Regions from separate parts of the Mus musculus genome. Here region 2 is linked to region 1. A link is a contact called in public promoter capture Hi-C data. All regions are on one chromosome and are shown on one strand. The core of a region is the stretch at or near the end of the contact, and the rest is flanking DNA. Distances in the headings are between cores, read along the strand shown.

Region 1 (2,791 bases), core at 130-2,629:
ATTGCTACAAATCACTGTAGAAGTGGATTTAAAGGCGGCCTTCCCAAGGGAACTATGACCAAGTGGAGACAGATCAAGAATGCTACTGAGTTCGAATTTCCTAAATTTAACTCTTTTAAATGGTTTTTTTTTTTTTTTTTGGAAAGACAATTATAATACTATATGCCTACCATACAACAAATCCAGGGCCGGCAACAGACAAAGATCATGTCATCTCGTTTGTGTAAAAATATCCAGGCACTGGAGTAAAACTGCGTTGCTGGGTTCACCTCCCAACCAACTACTTAACTGTAAAAAATTATTACAGAAATAGAACAACAACAAAAAAAAACCCAGACGCGAAACCTTGGCCTGACCCTTTCCGGACATCCGTTACTAAGAAAGTTTAATCCATTACGATCCTACAAGCGATACTTTTTCCCCAGGGGGACCGAGTGACATCGCGGCCTTTCCTCCGTCCCCTCCCCCGCCCCGGCTCCCCGTCCCCGCCCCCTCCCCGCACACTAACACCACAATGCGACCAGCGATCACGGTCTCTGCGCCCGGCTGGGGAGGGGGCACCGCACCGGCCACGCATGGAACGGCACGGCACGGCAGCGGCCGGCGACCCCCATGGATAATTCATCCTCCGCAGCAGGCGCCACCGCCGCCGCCACCGAGCCCTCGCCGCCAGCCGCGGCTCAGCCGGGTCGCGCCCCACCGCGGCCGCCGCCTGGCTGGCCGCCCCGCCGTCCCGCGTCGCGCGGGGGGCCCCGCGGGGGATCCACGGGCGCGCCGGACTCACCGGGTGGAGGTGCCCTTCCGCACATCGCACATCATGCACTTGAAGGCCTCGGCGCTGTTCCGGAAGGTGCAGACACTGCAGTCCCAGTAGCCCTCATCCGAGGCGGGCTTCGGCTGCCGCTTCGGCCTGCAGGACACAACCGGACACGACGCAGCGCGGGGTCAGCCGCAGGCCGCGCCCGGCCCCGCGCCCCGCCCCGCCCGGCCCGCGACCCCCGCCCCGCCCGGCGCCGCGCGGGGGAGGGGAGCGCGGCCGCTGACCCCGGCCGCCATCGCGGCCCATTGTGGGCAGCCGCGCGCCCCGCCGCGCCGCGCCGCACCCCCTCTCCCCACACACACGCGCGCGCCCCGCGCCGCGCCGCTCCACGCCACGCCACGGGACCCCGGGCCGCGGGCGCTCCGCCGGCGGGCGCCCTACCTGGTGGGGCTCTTCTTGTCGCCCATGCTCGCTGCCGACGCGCGCCGGTCTGTCAGCGCCGGGGTGAGGGGCCGGCGGAAGCGCGGAGGCGAGGGGGCGGGGAAGGCCGCGCCGCGAGCTGCAGCCGCCGCCGCCGCCGTCGCCGCCGCCGCTGCCGCCGCCGCCGCCGGATCCCACGCAGCCTCCAGCTGTCGGGGAAACTCCTGCCTGCGCGCACGTGACCCGCGCCGGCCAACCAGCGGCCGCGCCGGAGACTTCAAACGCGGGGAGCGCGGCCCAGCACCGGCGGCGAGTTCGCGGCGCCGCCTCCCTCCAGCTCGCCCGCCCGCTGGCTGCCCCGGAGCGCTCCGGCCGTGGCTCGCACGCCCCGAAGGGCGCGATGGCAGGCGCCCGCAGACACGCGTGCGCCCGGCGCGGCGGGGACTGTCATCCTTCCTTCTGGGGAAGCGACCCAGAGGCTCGGGAGAGGTTCGGTGCCCTGCTCTAGCTTACATAATTCAAACGTGACGAAACCAGGGTCTGATCCGGTTTTAATTGCAGCGGCGTCCTCCTGGCCTCACGGGGCTCTGCAGTGGCTTGTTATAAAACGGACGCTCGTGAGCCTACGTAAGGCAGACGAGGTTGCTTGTGCCCTGGACACCACCTCCCCGAGTCTCCTTACTCCAGCCTGTCGGGGATACACACCTCGCCTGCTAGACCCAAACAGCCATCTCGCTGGTCCTTGAAGCTCTGCTTCCCACCTCGCCGATCTGGCGGGTACCCCACAACCAGAGTTAGCTTGACATCCCTCTGATCGAGGGGCGACTTTAGCATGCCAAGTCGGTGAACCGTCATCAGGAAAGCTGCCCCTGAAGAAAGGAGAGATGAAATCCATCCCTTCTCGGAGCCCTGCCTTCTTCTGCCTTATTTGGGTGTGCTGATGGAGGCGTTGTAGCCTCCGCATCAGGCTTAACTAACTGAAGGGGACCCAGTTCAGGCACTGCGTACTTAACAGTTGATCTGACTGTGTGGCTCCTGGGATACTATAAGGTTGTTTAGAAAATGTATCCAGCTGGGCCAGAGCAGGATGGAGCAAATTTTCATCATGATACTCAGAGTGAGATGGCAACTAAAAACTTGAGGAGTTAACTGTTTAGGAAGTCCTTAATATTTTGAACTATATCGTCTGTGGGTAATTGAAACAGGAAAGCAAAACTCCAGCAAAAGGGAGACTACTGTATTGATGTGTTACTTACCAAACAAGAGTTAATAACCAAACTGGAGGATGCTCTCCTTTTTATCATTGGGAATATGATATTAATTGGGGTAATTAAGAGGGAAATAGGCTTCAAGCTTCTGAGAAAAGAAAGTCAAAATGAATTATAGCAGAACGGGTGGGAGTATACAGCTCAGAGATGGAGCACTTGCACAAGGCACTGAGTTACTAGAAATTTGGAAAAGCATTTAAAAGATTGTTTTATGTGGGGTTTGCTTGGGTGCTTAGTATTACTTTATTTTTGCAGAATAGAGAGTCTGACTTAGTTGAGTGTAAAAGTTATATATTAGAGGTTGCGTTAATTTTCCAAGATAAAAGAGGCTGAGTGGTTTATG
Region 2 (2,791 bases), core at 79-2,578, 2.5 Mb after region 1:
AGGACGAAAGTTAAGGCTTGTTTTGTTCTCAGGTCGTGGGGCAGGAGGGCATGAGAACAAACTCTGTTCTCATTGACTGTTATAAACAAGAGTCCTCTCGCTTGAGATTCTGTGTTAGGTTGTACATCCTAGAATGGCATCTCACCTTACTTGTGGTTCCTGGCCAAACGGGAGTCTTCTTGATGGGTGAACTCGAGGGAGTGTGAGAGACTGATGCTGCCTTCTGCCATGCTTTTGTCTGATAGGAGCCCACTCTACGGATGCTCTTGATTAGATTTTTAAAGTTCACTTCATATAGTGAGTGATATGCGATGTAAACTGTAAAGCTTGGCAGATCCTGGGTCTGACTGCCACCCACACTCAGGTGGAGGCCACGCCCCTCCACCCCCACCCCTACCCCACATCCCTCATTTCTTTTCTCAGTTCAGGGGAACAGTTTGAAGACCTCTTCTGTAAACTGAGGGTGCCAGCTGTTGGAATTGACCCAAATAGAACAAAGTAGAGTATAATAATCTTTTATGCTTGCCCCTTTTCATGTCACGTGGTATTTTTTTGGAGATTAATCTAGTGTGGTTATCTATTCCCATTAGTCCAGTGTATTTGAACTACAAGAATATCTGGAAAAGACCTTTTTTTTGGTTAAATCTTAACATGCTACCTAACGCTACCTTTTCATTCTATTTAAAGTCAGATTTCTTCCTTTCTTTTTTTTTCTTTTTTTCTCTTTCTTACTTTTTTATTTTTCTTTTAGTTATTTTTGTGGTTGTATCCACCGCTCACACAATGCTTTTGCTTATACTAGGAAGTTAACTGACTTTAAGTTGGGGAGGTGGGTACAGGCAAACTGTACTCATTTTAATTGCTTTGCTGTCTGAATCCAAACTCAGAGTCACTTCATACGCTGTCCCTGAGTGCCCAGGCTGCTGGGTGCAACAGCAATCCATAGAGAAATACATGCGGGTTTGTTCCTTCCACACAAGAATGTCAAGTATAATAATTAATTTTTCCAAAAGGTCAGCACTTGCTGGCATTTTGACTAAGGCATGTTTCGGACAGATATTCTTAGCCTTCATCTGGTAACTAAAGAGCTCTAAGAACCCAAAACTAAAACTGACCTGCACCAAGAGAGGAGGCAGGACTTACCGTTGGCCCCAGATATAATATTCCACAGTGTTTGTCCAAGCCCGTGGGTTCCCAGTTCTCAGAGAAGTTACTTGGCGCTGGCGTTGCTTTCCCTGCCGCGTGACTCATGATTTCTTAAGGCTGATTAGTCATTCACTGCCTGAGTTATGGAGGCCTAGGAACTGCCTGAATCAAATTACAGCCCCCATCCACACTCCCCCTAGAGCTAGCTCCTGAGTCCCAATTCTTAGCAGGGCCACACCCCAGTCAGAGGAACTAATTCTGGCTCTCTGTGAGAAGCCTTGAAGCACTCAGCATTCCCCAGGAGCCTAGCAATAGCCTAGCAATGGCCTTGAGCTCTGATGCCATTGCCTGCCTCCCACCGAATTCCCCCATGTGTCCATATTCCTTGCTTGGAAATGTTTTTCCTCGGCTTAGGGCCTCTGGTTCAATCTGGCTCTGGTTTGTGTCTTTAGAAGCCTTGTCCAATGTGGTGCTACCTGCCTCCTGCTTGAGGTAGACCTGGGGTGTGTGTGTGGGGGGTGGGGGGGGGATGCCTGCCTGGCTTGGTGTCCCTTAGTGGATTTAATCATTTCTGATGTGTCCCAGGTGGGACTGCCACATTGGTGGTGCCTGAAATCTTGCGTCTGACTGTTATTTTATTTTCGCTGTCCTTCTTCGGTCATGTTAGGACTGTTGGATATAAGATGGTGAAAGGGGTATGGTATGAGAGAGAGGCTGAGCTTCAGCCCGCCACCTGAAAAAGACCCAGTGCTTTCTAGGATGTGGGGAAGTCATATCCCTCCTGGTGGTAGGCAGACATGTGGATCTGGCAGCTGACAGATCCTTTGAGAAGCAGCTCCCAGGGGCCTCGTGACCTTGAGCTTCCTGATGCTGACGTAGTGAAAATGGCACGCTGTCCAGGCTTGGTGTGGATGCCTTAATCCCAGAGCATGTGGCTGAAAAGCTCCCTTCTGTATTTTACATCATGAGAAGTGGACATCCCCTCAGTGTTTGTGAGAAGCCCTTTAGTCAAAACCAGCATTCTGTAGTAAACTGTTTGCATCTGATGAGTCATGCATGACTCTCAACCTTTTCCTTGCCTCATGGAGACTGGTGTCATTCCTTAGCTGGCATGGCCAGGTGTCTGTCTCTCACGTCTTGATGACTGTGTTCTCCGAGGTGGCTTTGCTCCTGCACCCTCCTGCTTTTTTTCAGTTTCTCCCTGGCACAAATCTTCCTTGCAGGGTCTCTCCTCTGGCCTGCTTGAATTCTGAGTTCAGATAGATGAAGGGAGGTTTCTGTGAAGGGCAGAATGGTCTTCCTTGGTTTAATAGAGGGAAATTAGGCGTTTGTGGTTAAGTGCACAGGCAGCGCACCCTGACTGTTGGATAGAGCTGAGACACACACCTGGTTGGTTTTATGTGTGGCTGTGTGTATGGGGTACTGGGTCAATTTTTAATTTAAAAAATTAATTCTGTGAATAAGTAAACTTTAGGGTTCACTGTCAGACTTGTGTTAGAGATAGCCTGTGTGTGACCTGTTGTTTGCTTTACTAATAAAGAGTTTTATGAATTCTTACATATTAAGTTCTAAATGGACAGGGAAGAGTCCTGCCCTGGATTTGTTTCTGATGCTCTGATAAAATCCCACTACCGGGGCTGGAGAG

Evidence for each region. Promoter capture Hi-C pulls out the DNA fragments that hold promoters and counts their contacts.
Region 2: a contact with region 1 is called in a promoter capture Hi-C map of the C10 cell line, with 6 times the contacts expected there. The contact joins the promoter of A130051J06Rik here to the promoter of Yaf2 in region 1.

The regions. Positions count from the first base shown.
Region 1 is chr15:93,335,556-93,338,346 of GRCm38.p6, forward strand. It overlaps Yaf2 (YY1 associated factor 2), which reads right to left and starts at 1,380. Exons shown (of 4, transcript NM_024189.6): 1 at 1,202-1,380; 2 at 785-910. The coding sequence starts at 1,227.
Region 2 is chr15:95,803,133-95,805,923 of GRCm38.p6, forward strand. It overlaps A130051J06Rik (a long non-coding RNA gene), which reads right to left and starts at 1,329. Exons shown (of 2, transcript XR_875618.2): 1 at 1,144-1,329. The region is part of intron 1 of Ano6 (anoctamin 6); the gene reads left to right.